Linked DNA regions of Ovis aries: regions 1 and 3 are each linked to region 2. The links are chromatin contacts, called in public Hi-C maps. All regions are on one chromosome and are shown on one strand. Each heading gives the region's core, a stretch centred on a gene start, on an enhancer-like site or on the middle of the called end of the contact. The rest is flanking DNA. Distances are from core to core; before and after follow the strand shown. Region 1 holds the start of POU2F2 (POU class 2 homeobox 2). Region 2 holds the start of MEGF8 (multiple EGF like domains 8). Region 3 overlaps POU2F2 (POU class 2 homeobox 2).

Region 1 (4,410 bases), core at 157-2,656, 170 kb before region 2:
CACACCCGCAGCTGCACATACGGTCACTTCAGTAAATCATCACATCACACAGCATCCCGCAAGTAACCTTCCTTCTGCCTCAGCCCCCGCCTCGCCTCCCTTGCCTGCTCACACCCACTCATCCTTCATCTCAGAGCAGACATGCCCTCCTCCAGGAAGTCCTTCCTGATGCCCCATTAGCCGAACTGGGCAAGTCTTCTGGGCTCGCCCAGTGCCCTGTGCCTCCTGCATCCCAGCTCTCACCCGTCTGCCTGTGCTTCCTCCCATATCTGGTGACAGGTCTGTCTCTGTTACTGAACTGGGCACTCCAGGAAGACAGACCCAGAACTGCCTTCTTTAGTAGGATTTCCAACATCCAGCACAGAACTGCTCCGTAAATACGTGTTGATGATGGATCACAAGACACCCGCAAATGCTGATGCACATAGACGCAGGCCAAACCAAAATTCAGCTCCACAGACACCGACAAATGGGACACATCCCCACGGTCAGAACTACAGGGCTGCAAACAAAACACCCCTGAAGTATGGACACTGGCCGTGGTCCAGGCCCCGCTATTCCTATATTACCTCACTTAACTCTCCTATCCGCACCGCCTAGAGCATCATGCAGAGATGGACACGTTATGCCAAATGAGTCAACAGGCACAAGTCACTTTGTACAGCCCTTGGCAGACAATGTTCGCTCAGTCCGCTGACACTTGGTAGGGGAGGCGGTTCATAAACACACAAACATATCATACATTTTCAGGGGTGATGAGTACCATGAAGAAAAGACAGAACAGGGTGAGGGGCCCAAGAGTGCTGGGACTGGCTGCCCGTTTAGATGGGGAAAGCAGGGGAGGCCACCTGAGAAGGGGACATCGGAGGTGAACGGAGTGAGGAAGTGAATCAAGAGAGCCTTGCCAAGGCTATCCCCACAGAATCGCACACACAGCCCCTCGCACACACACACCTGACAGTCATATATAGAAAACGCAGAACCACTGTTCACATGCGCCTACACGCACTCGGAGGTCCAGCCCCCAGGCAGTCCTCTCCCAGGATCACGCAGGCCGCCCACCCGCTGGTCCTCTGCATGAGAGCAGGGGACCAACACCTGGCTCCACCCTCGCCCCCGGACCCCCCAGGACAGGGAGCGGCAGAGGAAGAGAGAAGAGGGCCGAAGCCCCCCAGGGCTGATGCGAGAGGGGAGGGGACAGAGGAGCTGGGGGTGGGCACGCAGGATGGGGAGAGGGGCAGCTGCTGAGGCACAGAGTCACAGAGCGGAGGAGCAGCCGGAGAGGAAGGGCAGGCCGAGCCAGAACGAACCCCAGGGTGCTGCCTGTGCGCCCCAGCCCCTTACCTGGAGCCCCCATGCTGGAGTGAACCATGCTGCCCGCCCCGCAGGGCTGGGGGAACAACTGTGTCATCTCCCCGCCCTCTCTGGGGGCCAAGCCCTCGCTGCCGGAAGTCACCCAGGGAGGAAACCACAGGGTCCGCCCCCTTCGGAAGGGAAAATACCCGTGCCCGAAGGCCCACCCCAGCCGGCAGCGGACCCCAAATCATGTTGTGTGTGTGTGTGTGTGTGTGTTGGGGAAGTGGGGGTGGGGGGGTAGAGCGCAAGGAGGCTGGAAGAGCTGACTCTGCAGCTGTGCCCCGAGGAGGTGCGCCCTGCCTCTCTGCCGCCTCCACCGGCCGGCACATCTGGAGCAGGGCTTGTGGGTCTGGGAGAGAAGGTGGACCCAGAACACGGCACTAAAACACTGGCTAGGAGTTTGGGGCGGGCCTTTCCCAATGCTAGGCCCTGCCTGTCACAGCTGACAGGCATCATCTCTGAAGGTGCTATTTGCCCCCATTTTCCAGACAAAGACTGAGGACCAGAGAGGTGAGGTGGCCTCTCTAAGGGGTCAGAGGCAAGAAGCGTTGAAGCCAAGAAGCAGGGCAGGAGGAGGCTTCGGCAGACTGTGGCCAACGGGGAACCCAGCCGCGCCTCTGCCCGCAGGTGAGGCGTCCGCGGCCACCACTGGGAAGAAGTACCCGTGGGCAGTGGTAGGGCCGGGCCTTGCCCTGGAGCGGCAGGAGGTCCGCCACGGGGCAAAGCGGGCGCCGGAGGTGGCTGGGGTGGAGGGAAGTACCGGGTCCCGGGGCCACGGGCTGGCCCTTCGCGCTGCGGCGCTCGCGGCCCAACGCTTCCCTCGGTGCCCGCCAGAGGGCGGCAGCGCCCAGCCAATGGGCCAGAGGGCGGGGCCGGTGCGGAGGCGGCGCCCCGCCCTCCGCCCCTCCCCTTCCCTCGCCCGCCCCCGCGCGCACACCTGCGAGGGTCACACAAAGGCGCAGGGCTCCCCGCGCGCGGCGGCGCAGACAAAGGCGCGGCCCAGCCCGCTGCCCTCTTCCGCTTCCCCGCCCGCGGTCCGAGGCTGCTGGGCCGCCTGGTGCCTCAAAACAGCCCACTTGCTCGCTCCGGGCCCTGCAGGACTCGCTGCGCCCCTACCCTACGCTGGAGGACCCCCAGAGCACGCGCGCGCACACGGACGGCTGGACTCCTATACACACGCTCAAGTGTTTCTACACAGGGACCCCAATACTTCACACACACGTGTGTACATCCAGACACCTGGAAACACTCCTGGTGCCCAGGCCCTGACAACAACGAACACTACCCGTGTGTGCCCAGAACTCTCTGCTCTGTCATGCGGGCACATGGGCACGGCTATACAGGTGTACCCAGGCATACCTCCCGGCCATGTGTGCCCACGTTCATACCCATGCACACTCATGCAGGTTAGTGTGAGCGCCTTCAAGAGTGCCTTTCTGCCTGTACACAGGCCCTGTGCAGCCCAGACACTCCCAGGCAGGCAGGCCCACTCCATGAGAATGGTGGTGGCCCTTACATCTGCACAGAGGGGACAGTGGCCCCACCAGCTACACTCATAACATTCCATATTGTGAAGGCCATTCCTCTGAGCAGATTCGGAGACCCTGAAGCATCCGCTGGCTTCACCTCAGACCTCCTGCCTCTGGGCCCACCTCTTTGCCTCTCTCTCTCTCAGATGGCAGGATTTCTATACGGGAGGGTCAGGCATCTGGTGGATGATGGCACTGGAGCCTTGTCTTGAAGCTGCATTTGCCTGCTAAACTCTTTTTTTATTTAGGATTTATGTTTTGGAAGACTTGGAAATGAGGGTAATAAGGACTTTACAGAGGGAGCAAAACCCCACCAAAACACCCCCCATGCTCCACAGTCAACACCATCCTTGTCAAGAGGGAGCTCCGGGTGGTAACTCAAGAGAAGGGAGAGATGCACCCCGTGTTTCTGGTGCTGCCCTCCCAGGCCTCTGGCTGAGAGGTGGAGCTGGGGACAGCCATTCATGCCCCCCCTACCCATGGTGAGTAAAATCACCCCACCCCTCTTGCCTCTCAAGCTGACTCCACTATTATCGCCTCTAGCAGACCAGAATTGAGTTCCTGAGCTGGAGTCGAGGCATCTTGAAGAAGAATGGGCCTGAGACTTCCACCTGCCCAGGAGAGGACAGAGGGGCTGAGTTAGGGGCATGCTGGGTGGGCAGGGCCTGGCAGCCAGGAACGGGGAGGCCCAGGCACAGGAGATGGTGGCCGTTTAGCTGGAGATGAGGCCTCAGGCCAAGTTGAGCCAGGCAGGTAGGGCCTGGGAGCTGGGGAGCAGCGGGGGCCACTGGGGGTGCAGGAAGCCTGGGAGGGAGGCGGCGCAGGGGAGACCAGGCTGGGCTCAGGGCTGAGCGGTAATTAAAGGAGACGTAGGGGGCTCCCCAGGGCCAGCGGGGCTGGTAACTGACACGCGGGCCCCATTGCTCCGCTCATATTTCTCACCGGATCGATACGTTTGACTCCCGACAAGACAATAATCGCTTGTACGCGGCCGGCGAGTCGATCAAATACATTATTAGAGCGAGGTCCCCTGGGGGCCCGGCGGGGAGTGGTGGGGGGAGCAGCCAGCCCACCGGGGACAGCAGAGCGAGATTCTTCACCCCTCAGGGCCCCCAACCATGGCCTCTTCCTCTCAGCCGCCCCTGGGGACCCTCTCTGTGGCTTGGCTCCCCAACCTCTTTCTGCATCCCGCTGTGTCTGGCGACCTCTTCGCTCAGCCCCCGCCCGTGTCCCTGCTCCGCGTGGGGACCCCCAGCCATGTCCCTGCTCTGCGTGGGGACCTGAGCAGGGTTTCCCTGAAGTGCTGCCTCATCTCTGGAGCTGTAGCATGTAGGAACTCAGAGAGGGACCCAGGCTGGCAGGAGACAAGGAGACCGGGTTACCTATGAGTTGACAGCCGAGCCAGAAGGTGAGCTTGGGTCTGAGATTCATCAATATTAACCTCCCTTTGCATCTCGGCGTTCTGCCTTCAGCAGAGCCCAAGGAGGGCCACCTCTGCATGGTGAGGCAGGTCGGTGGGCGGACG
Region 2 (4,646 bases), core at 64-2,563:
GACGGGCCTTCGGGGCTGCATCTGCCCCTCCGTGGGTCCAGGACGGCATCTGATCCTGACCCCCCTCCCAGGCCGGGAAGCAGGTGGAGGAGACAGCGGTGGCGGCGGTGGTGGCCCCGAGGGGCCGCGTGGTGACCGTGGCCGAGCCGGGCGCGGTCTCCCCGCCCCCTTCCTCTCGGTTCCCCAAGGCGGCCGACCCAAGCTGGGATGGCCCGACGCCGCCCTACCAGCCGCTCGTGCCCCAGACAGCGGCGCCGCACACCGGCTTCACCGAGTACTTCAGCATGCACACGGCCGGGGGCACTGCACCCCCGGTCTGAGCACCCCTGCCCGCCCCTGCCCCATGGGCCGCGCCGGGCCCCGGCCGGGCTCCAGATCCCCTCTCTAACCCGGCCCCAGGGCTCTGCCATCCCCGGCCTTGCCAAACCTCCCCACCCCGCGTGCCCAGGTAGGGGTGCGTAGGGTCCCGCTCCCGCCCAGTCCCCCTTTGACTCTTGTGCCAAACGGTCCCGCGGGAGCCGCTCTCCCCGTCCCCTCCCTCAGCCCCTGCCCCGAGCGGCACCGGATTCTGGGCTCCCGCTGTTCCGTGACCTCCGGCCCCCTGGCCCCCTCCGAGACCTCTGACCCCGCCGGACCCCGGAACACCAGTGACGATCGCCGGGACCCTGCCTGAGGCTCTCCAGGAATCTGCGACCCCGAGCCACTGCTCCCAGGACAGATATTGTGAAGCTACCCTCGACTCTGAAACCTTCCCCTGGATCTCTGTGACCTCGGACCCGTACTCTGCCCACCCTATCTCCATCCCGGAGGCCCTCCCTCAGGTCCTTGGCAGAAAGACTTTTCCCCCTTCTTGCCAAAATAAAGAGGATTCGTTGAGTTTTTATCTTTAAGATGGACTCTTTCACATCTTGATAGTGCTCAGAGACCGGGCTGAACACGAACCGTTCCACGCTCGGGACCTCAGTGTGCCCAACTGTGAAATGGTATCTTGTGAGGGACCTGCATAACCTGCCCTTTTGTTGACCCATAATCGGAGAGCCCTGAAGGTATGAATCATTATCTAGCGGAGTCCTCTTACTGTACAGCTTTATTTTTACCTTCTCTGCCCCAGTTATAGGTAGAAGCGCCCTCCAGTGGCCGATGCTTCGCTCAGCCACCTGCACCAGGAGTTCGAATTAAGATTTTAGCACCGCGCATGTGTAATTCTCACTTCTCCGGCCGAGGCGGTCTGCTGCGCCTGCGTCTAGGAACAAATGGGCGGGGAAGTTTCCGGAAGTCTCCCTTTGTGGAGGGGTGGGGTTGGGTGCTCTGCAGTCCTCCCAGGGCCGCTCTGACCTGCGTCTCTGCAACTTCTCGCCTCCTCTTTATTTTTTATTCCACAGCGGCAGCTAGGCCCCCCGCCCTCCCGTCCTCCCCGCGTTCTTCCCGTGGCCGCTCTCGCCCTCCCGTCCCCTCGTCTCTCTGATCTGGCTCATCCGGCTCGGACGGGAGCCGTGGGTGGGTGAGCAAGCGAGTTGGTCTATGGGGTCCAGGCCTGAGCCCCTGAAGACTGACTCTGCCCTGGGCTCCCGCTCGCGCTCCGCCCCTGGCTGGAGGGTTCTCTCCCGGAGGACCCTCCGGTCCAGGACGTGCCCGCATCCTTGATGTAGGCCGCCGCCGAACTGTACACCCCTTCGCCCACTGGGGACCCGAGGGTCTATAAGGTCCGTTTCGGCCTGCAGCGGCCCGGGACTGTAACTGCTGGACATCGTTTATGGAGTCAGCTAGCCTATGGGGGCCCATGTCTACAAGAGACTCGCATGGCCTCTTAAGGGTCTGCCCCGTCCATAACGACCCCCATTATAGGGTTTTCCATGGGTCTGTAGGGCCCACCCCGCCATCTCCAGAACCCGGCGACAGCGGCTGTCCCAGCGGCTCCTGGACCCCGCTGGTCTACAAGGCCATGTCCCATCCATAGAGGTCGCATTTGCAGGGCTTCAAACGGGGTGGAAGGCCCTCACCGGGGCTTTACGACCCGTCAGTAGGGGAGGAGGCGGCGATGGCCCTGGGTCGGGCTCTGGCTGTGGCGCTGGCTATATCATTGGCCGTGCTGGGGCCACTATCTCCTGGAGCCCAGGCAGGGGACTGCAAGGGGCAGCGGCAAGTGCTGCGGGAGGCTCCAGGCTTCGTGACAGATGGTGCGGGCAACTACAGCGTCAATGGCAATTGCGAATGGCTCATCGAGGGTGAGTGGGGCCGCCTGGGTCGCACACCCGCTGGTGCGCTAATTCATTTATTTGTGCCCTCATTCATCCACTGACCACGTTCCCAGAATCCGTTCTGGTCCAGGCCCTTTGCTCTAAAATGCAGCCAACCTGGGCCCTGCCTTGGAAGGCCTTGAAGTCTGATCGAGGAGTTGCAACCAGACCCAGATGGACAGTTACAAGCCACAGCATCAGTGTGGGCTGTTCTGAGTAATCCTTAGATACTTAGGGACTACTCTGGCGGTCCAGCAATTAAGACAGTGCTTCAGCTGCAGGGCAGGGGACGTGAGTTCCATCTCTAGTGGTGACTAGGATCCTGCATGCTGCTTGATGTGACCAAAAAAGTAAAAATAAATTAAAAAAAAATTTTTTTTAAGCTTCATTTAAAAAGAAGTTGTTGGAAACTCAGGCTTTGAGCCCAGCCACCTGGCTTCAGATTTGGGTTCCACTTCTTCCTAGCTTTGTGAATTTAGGCAGGTGGCTTCCTTTCTCTAAGATTTGGCTTTCCCTCTCTGCATGTGGTAATAGTAATAGTACTCACCTCATAGGGCTATCTCAATAAATGAGAACAGGTACTTACTGTGCCTGGTACATAGTAAATATCCAGTAAATGTCCTTAGGATTATTAGTGTTGTTCTTTTTAAAGTACTTCAATGAAAGCATTTTTTCAGTCATTCATGTACCAGGTATTGTCTTTGCCACTGGGATTCAGCAGAGATACCCACAAGCCTCAGCAATCCGTGATGACTTGGGGCTTGGAATCTAGTCGGGGAGACAAACACATTAATAGTCCAACCCGGAGTGGTCGGGGCTGTGATGGAGGAACCCCATGGACCTGGGGATGCCCAGAGGAGGTACCTAATCCTGTGGGGTGAGTGAAAGTAGAGAAGGCTTCCTGGAGGAGGAGATGTCTGAGCTGAGGACTAAAGACCTATGGGAATCAGCCAGGAGTAGGAGAAAAGCATTCCAGGAAGAGGGAATAACCCGTGCAAAGGCCCCATCTTTACTGTTCTGGGCTCCCAGTCTAGTGGGGGAAACAAACCCACCCCTAGGGAGTGAGAACCTCAGAGATGGCATCTGACTTAGCCTGGGCTATGCCTGAGACCAGAGGTGTATGTAGGAGAGAGCAAAAGGGCATTCCAGATAAGGAGAATAGCCCATGCAAAGGCCCGGAAATAAGAGTATATGATGCTTTTGTGTGTGTGAGTCGCTCAGTTGTGTCCCATTCTTTGTGACCCCATGGGCTGTAGCCCACCAGGCTCCTCTGTCTGCAGAATTCTCCAGGCAAGACTACTGCAGTGGGTAGCTATTCCCTTCTCCAGGGGAATCTTCCCGACCCAGGGATTGAACCCAGGTCTCCTGCATTGCAGGCAGATTATTTAATATATCTGTGTGTTAGGACAGAATCCAAGAAGACAGTGAGCCAGAGGTTGGAGGGTTGGGAGGAACCAGAAGGTGTAGGATGTGGTGATTTTGAGCTGTGCCCTGAGGACAATAAGGAGGTGGAGGAGCAATCTAAGGCAGTGGCTAGAGAAGTCCAGGAAGGCCTCCCTTGGCAGCAAATGAGGAGCTAGCCTCCAGAGAGAGGTGGGAGTCCCCCAGAGGAGATCCTGGGCAAAGACCAGAGGTGTGACAGGGCCGGGGTCATGCCAGACCTCCTTTTGCAGGCTTTGGAGCTTGGTCTTTATCTGGGGACACAGGGCATCCTTGGAAGGTTTTCGAACAGGGAAAGTCATGATTCAGTTTATGGTTTAGAAGATCTCTATGGCTGTTGTGTGGGATATGGGTGAAGCATGTTTCTTGGGGTTGAGTGTGTCTGTCCCCAGTGTGGGGGCCATCCTCATCTAGGGGTTGAGAAGAGAATGGGAAGTTTGTGTATGCACTGGGGATGTAAATTATTCTCTGGCTTTGAAGAGCTCCAGGCTGGTTGGGGATGGTAAGGCTAGACACAGACATTCAGCCTCCAGTGTGCTCAGGGCTGAGACGGAAGGAGGTGCCTGGTTGGGTAGACGAGCCTAGAGGAGCGAAAAGACTCTGCTGGGAGTCACAGAGGGGCAGCCACTGAGCAGGGTTCTGAAACATGCACTGGAGTGTTGTTCAACCGCTGACTCCTGTGACCCCATGGACTACAGGACGCCAGGCTTCCCTGTCCATCACTATCTCCTGGAGTTTTCTCAGACTCATGTCCATTGAGTCTGTGGGTGCTATCCAACCATCTCATCCTCTGTCACCCCTGTCTTCTCCTTCCCTGAAGCTTTCGCAGCATCAGGGTCTTTTTCAGTGAGTCAGCTCTTCGGACTTGGTGGCCAAAGTATTGGAGCTTCAACTTCAACATCAGTCCTTCCAATGAATATTCAGGGTTAGGAATATACCAGGTGAAAAAGGAAACAGCCCCATGAAGAC
Region 3 (4,375 bases), core at 439-2,938, 190 kb before region 2:
GTGGCTCAGCCGTAAAGAATCTGCCTGGAATGTAGGAGACCTGGATTCGATCCCTGGTTTGGGAAGATCTGCTGGAGAAGGAAATGGCAACCTACTCTAGTATTCTTGCCTGGGAAATCCCTGGGACAGAGGAACCTGGCGGGCTACAGTCCATGGGCTTGCAAAGAGTTGGACACGACTGAGGGACTAAACACCTCACCCTTAGTAGAGCCTGGAAAGCCCCCGTTTAGTGCCCACTGAATTGAATCCAAAAAGTAAGGCCAGAAATAATCTTAGTAGTAGTATTGTTCTGATTTGGTATAACTCTCAGCTTATTTATTAGAATAAATAAGAATTAAAATATTTACTAACTCCTATCTCTCTGGGAGTGTGACTCTCAGGAGAAATCCCCCTTTATCACCAGAAGGCTGAAAAAGAGGTCTGCAGATTTCTTTCTGAATCAGCCAGGAGAGGGAAAAGATGGGGAAATGCATCGCAATTTGCGTGGGTCTCACAGTGAGGACTTGCATGAGAACCTAAACCAGTCCCCCACCCACCGTTACTCAGACCACAAACTGGGGGATCAGCCCTGATTTCTCCCTCTCTTATCCATCCAGTCTATCCATAAGTCCTACCAAAATGTTTTTCGTATCTTTTTTTGGCCGAGTGTCACAGCTTGCAGGTTCTTAATTCCCTGACGAGGGATCGAACCCATGACCCCTGCAGTGGAAGCACAAAGTCCTAACCACTAGACTGCCAGCGAAGTCCTCTACCAAAATTTTTTCTACACATTTTTGTGCTTTGAATGCTTCAATATCTGCCAAAATCTACCCTCCTTCCCAGAATTTAAAAAAAAAGTGCAACGTAAAATATACAGAACTTCAAAGCAAATCACTTATATTAAAATACAATCATCAAATATATTTTTGACTGTGATAAACAGTAATCAATGGGCTTCTTTGTTAACCCACTAAATAGGAGCAAGCAACAAGCTGAATGACTACTGTAATTTCAAAACAATGATTGAAAATTGTATTTTAAAAGATCTGCAAAACTGTAATAGAATATGGAAATATCTGTTCATTCCATAGGTGGCAAAGTCTAAGCCCTCCCAATACTGTGCTCCGCTGCCTTTATGCATGCCAGAAGGAAATGTTACGTTTTCAGTAAGAGGATAGTGAAAAGTGAGACGAAATTTTTTCCCATCCAAGTTCATGGACTCTCACCCCTGAATTCTATCCACAGACCCCTGTTGCGATGGTCTGTGGAACCCAGTTTCTTGTTCTTAAATATTAATAGAGGGAATTCCCTGGCAATCTGGTGGCCAGCATTCTGCGCTTTCACTGCTGGGGCCTGGGTTCGATCCCTGGTCAGGAGCAAAGAACTTGCAAGCTGCATGGCAGCCAAAACAAACAAAAAAATAAAGCCTCCACAACTTTCCATCAAATTTTTTTTTTAAACTGCCACACAGTTTTTGGGATCTTCGTTTCCTGACCAGGGAGTTCACATGAGGCAACTAAATATCCTGCCTGCTGCAATTAAGACCTGGCACAGCCAAATGAATACATACATCCATCCATTCATCCATATGTGGGAAAAAAGAACGAGAGAGATTCTGGGAAGAGCAGTGAGCTGCCGCAAGACCAAGGGTTAGCCAGTAGGGGGCGCCATTTCTCTACAACCTAGCGCCATCTGAACCGGCTCGCCCTGTGAAGCCACTTAGGGGCGTGTTAGAACCGACACAGGCCATGGAAAAGTTAGAGTAAGCGGAGGCATGCCTGCTAGACCCTCGCTGGGATATTAGTGGATCATCTGCTCTGTCCCTAACCTTCGAGAAAAACCAGAACAGAGGGCTAGCACAGCCTATCAAAGCTGAGAAAGAAAGGGCCACATTCTTGCTCATCGCTGTCATCTGATCACTCCCCTGCCCCAGAGCAGGGCGGTATAGGTGATAGACGAATTTTCAGAGAATGCATAGGATAAATCTTAGGACTGAAGGTGTCTGGGTGCCAACTGGCTGGGTTTTGCCACAGGTAGGATTTTGGCCGCAGACTGGGGGCAGAAAGACTGAGACAGGGTGGTTATATGACCTATGGGTGAACTGCAATGTAATCACCCACTGGGCTGGTTCCACCTGGTGGGGAGTAGGCAGCCTTGAGAAGGAACTAGAGGCACCAGGCCGAGCCCAGCAGGTGCAGCGCTTCACTCCACCGCACAGGCCAACTTCCCTGCCCCCCAAGACTGGCCTCCACACACACCGACAGCCACCCCAAGGGGAAGGTGTCAGCACGCACGTCTACACTGGCTTGTCCTCCCTGATAGGGCAAATTACAACCTGTTCTGGACACTGTGCTGCCAGGACATGAAGAGCCTGAAGTGAGGGCCAGGTGTGGAGGACAGGAAGGGATGGGGGCCGGGAGCTGTGCAGAGTACACTGCAGTGACTGTGTGAAAGCCTAGTGGAAGGGGCCACTTGGGGGGCAGGAAGCATCTGTCCTGGGGGCCCCCTGGGTGACACTGCACCCCCACCTGCTCAGAACAATATGGAGGGAGTTCCCACAGTGGGTGGGAAGGTCACCTGGGGGGTGCAAGGGTCCCTTTCATCTGAGAACCGTGGCGATTCGAGTCTTGGATGTTGTGCCTGCTTCCTCCTTTTTTAGGGTGGGGGCACATTTCACAGCTTGTGGGATCTTAGTTCTCCAACCAGGGTTCAAACTCGGGCCCTTGGCAGTGAGAGCACGTAGTCCTAATCACTGGCGTGTGTCCATGCACAGCAGCTCAGTCATGTCCAACTCTGAGACCCCAAGGTTTCTCTGTCCATGGGACTTTCCTGGCAAGAATACTGGAGTGGGTTGCCATTTCCTTCTCCAGGGGATCTTCCCGACCCAGGGATCGAATCTGTATCTCCTACATTGGCAGGAAGATTCTTTTACCTCGAAGCAACCAGGGAGACCCCTTAACCACTGCACCACCAGCGAATTCCTGAGTGACTTGGGGGTACACCAGCTCTCTGGGCTATACTGACTGGGGTAACAATGCAAGGTGTCCTGGAATACCTGGGCTCTGGAGCCAGCCAGACACCTGACTGTCCTTTACACACCTGAGACCACGGGCAGTTCTTTACCCTCTTTAAGCCTCAATTTATTCAAATGACACCTCAATAATTCTTATATGGGGCTGTTAAAGAATTAAATGAGACAAGGCATGTAGAACATTTAGCCTGATCCCTGATTCACTCAAGGGGTTCTCCTTAAACAGCAGTCATTTTTACTGAGTCATTTCTCTTGGGGCCTCAGTTTTTCACATATGTGTACATACCTGCTAAGTCGCTTCAGTTGTATCTGACTCTTTTGAGACCCCATGGACTGTAGCCCACCAGGCTCCTCTGTCCATGGGATTCTCCAGGCAAGAATACTGGAGTGGGTTGCCATTTCCTTCTCCAGGGAATCTTCCTGACTCAGGGATCGAACCCGTGTCTCTTATGTCTCCTGCATTGGCAGGTGGGTTCTTTACCACTAGGACCACCTGGATCGCTCTTTCATCTATAAAATGAGAGTAATAATGTCTAACTCTTCAGTGGGTTGTTTTGAGGCCTGAGTAATATTATTATCAAAGCATCTCGAAAACCAGAACATACTCCCCCAACACAAGCATTTGCTGGCACTGCACCCTCCCATCACCCGCCTCATGTCACCCCATGGGCTCTCGAGGGCAGGAGCCCCACGGGTCCATCCTCTTCCTGGAAACTGACAACTTTCAGCTCCTGCCCAGACTTTCCACCGAGCTTCAGCCTCTAATATCCATCTGCCTATTTGATGTCTTTACTTTTGGGTGATTAACAGACTCTCTAAACCCTACCATGTCCAAAGTGAAACTCCTGGTTCCTCAGCCCCGCCCTCCAAAACACCCTGTTCCTCCCCTGCCTTCCCCAGCTCAGGAAACCACCTCGCCACCACCCAGTCGCTGAAGCCAGAGTCCCAGGAGTCACCCTTGACCTATAGGATCCGTACAAAAGAGCATGCTGGACCCCACCTCCACCCTCATCACCTTCAGGGATGCCTGCAAGGGCTTCCCACTCGGCTCCTTGCTTCTAGTCCATTCTACCCAGAGCAGCTGAAGGAGCTTTGTAAAGGGTCAGTTGGGGCACATTCCTAACCTGCTTAGCACCCCCTACTGCCTCCCATCATACCCAGCACACCTTCCCAGCTCCTGGATCTTGCCTACGAGATGTTGCAAAAGCCAGTCCTGCCTGCCTCTGCCACGGCCCCTCACCTCCCACTTGTCTCCCACTCACTCTGTTTCACACATTTCACCTTCCTCTGTGTCCTGAACAAGTCAGGCCGGTTCCTGCCTCAGGACCCTTGCACCTGCTGTTGCCCTTTCCCAAGCTCTTCCAC

Evidence for each region. Hi-C and Micro-C count contacts between places; a contact is called where the count stands out from the background.
Region 1: a Hi-C map of liver shows a contact between it and region 2, with 3 times the contacts expected there. The contact joins the promoter of POU2F2 here to the promoter of MEGF8 in region 2. A contact is called at or near these places in 2 of 16 Hi-C or Micro-C datasets (blood and liver).
Region 3: a Hi-C map of blood shows a contact between it and region 2, with 2.5 times the contacts expected there. The contact joins the enhancer-like site here to the promoter of MEGF8 in region 2. A contact is called at or near these places in 2 of 16 Hi-C or Micro-C datasets (both in blood).

What each region holds. Positions count from the first base shown.
Region 1 is chr14:50,712,366-50,716,775 of ARS-UI_Ramb_v3.0, reverse strand. POU2F2 (POU class 2 homeobox 2) reads right to left here and starts at 1,406. Exons shown (of 16, transcript XM_060398629.1): 1 at 1,345-1,406. The coding sequence starts at 1,372.
Region 2 is chr14:50,539,272-50,543,917 of ARS-UI_Ramb_v3.0, reverse strand. MEGF8 (multiple EGF like domains 8) reads left to right here and starts at 1,313. Exons shown (of 41, transcript XM_027978350.2): 1 at 1,313-2,225. The coding sequence starts at 2,039. It overlaps TMEM145 (transmembrane protein 145), which reads left to right. Exons shown (of 14, transcript XM_060398630.1): 14 at 1-890. The coding sequence ends at 53.
Region 3 is chr14:50,732,859-50,737,233 of ARS-UI_Ramb_v3.0, reverse strand. All of the region lies in intron 6 of POU2F2 (POU class 2 homeobox 2), which reads right to left. Among named protein-coding and RNA genes, the nearest start is that of POU2F2, 20 kb to the right of the region's middle. Within about 2 kb of position 1,688, at least 4 of the 54 cell types and tissues checked have an H3K27ac peak or open chromatin away from gene starts, as enhancers often do.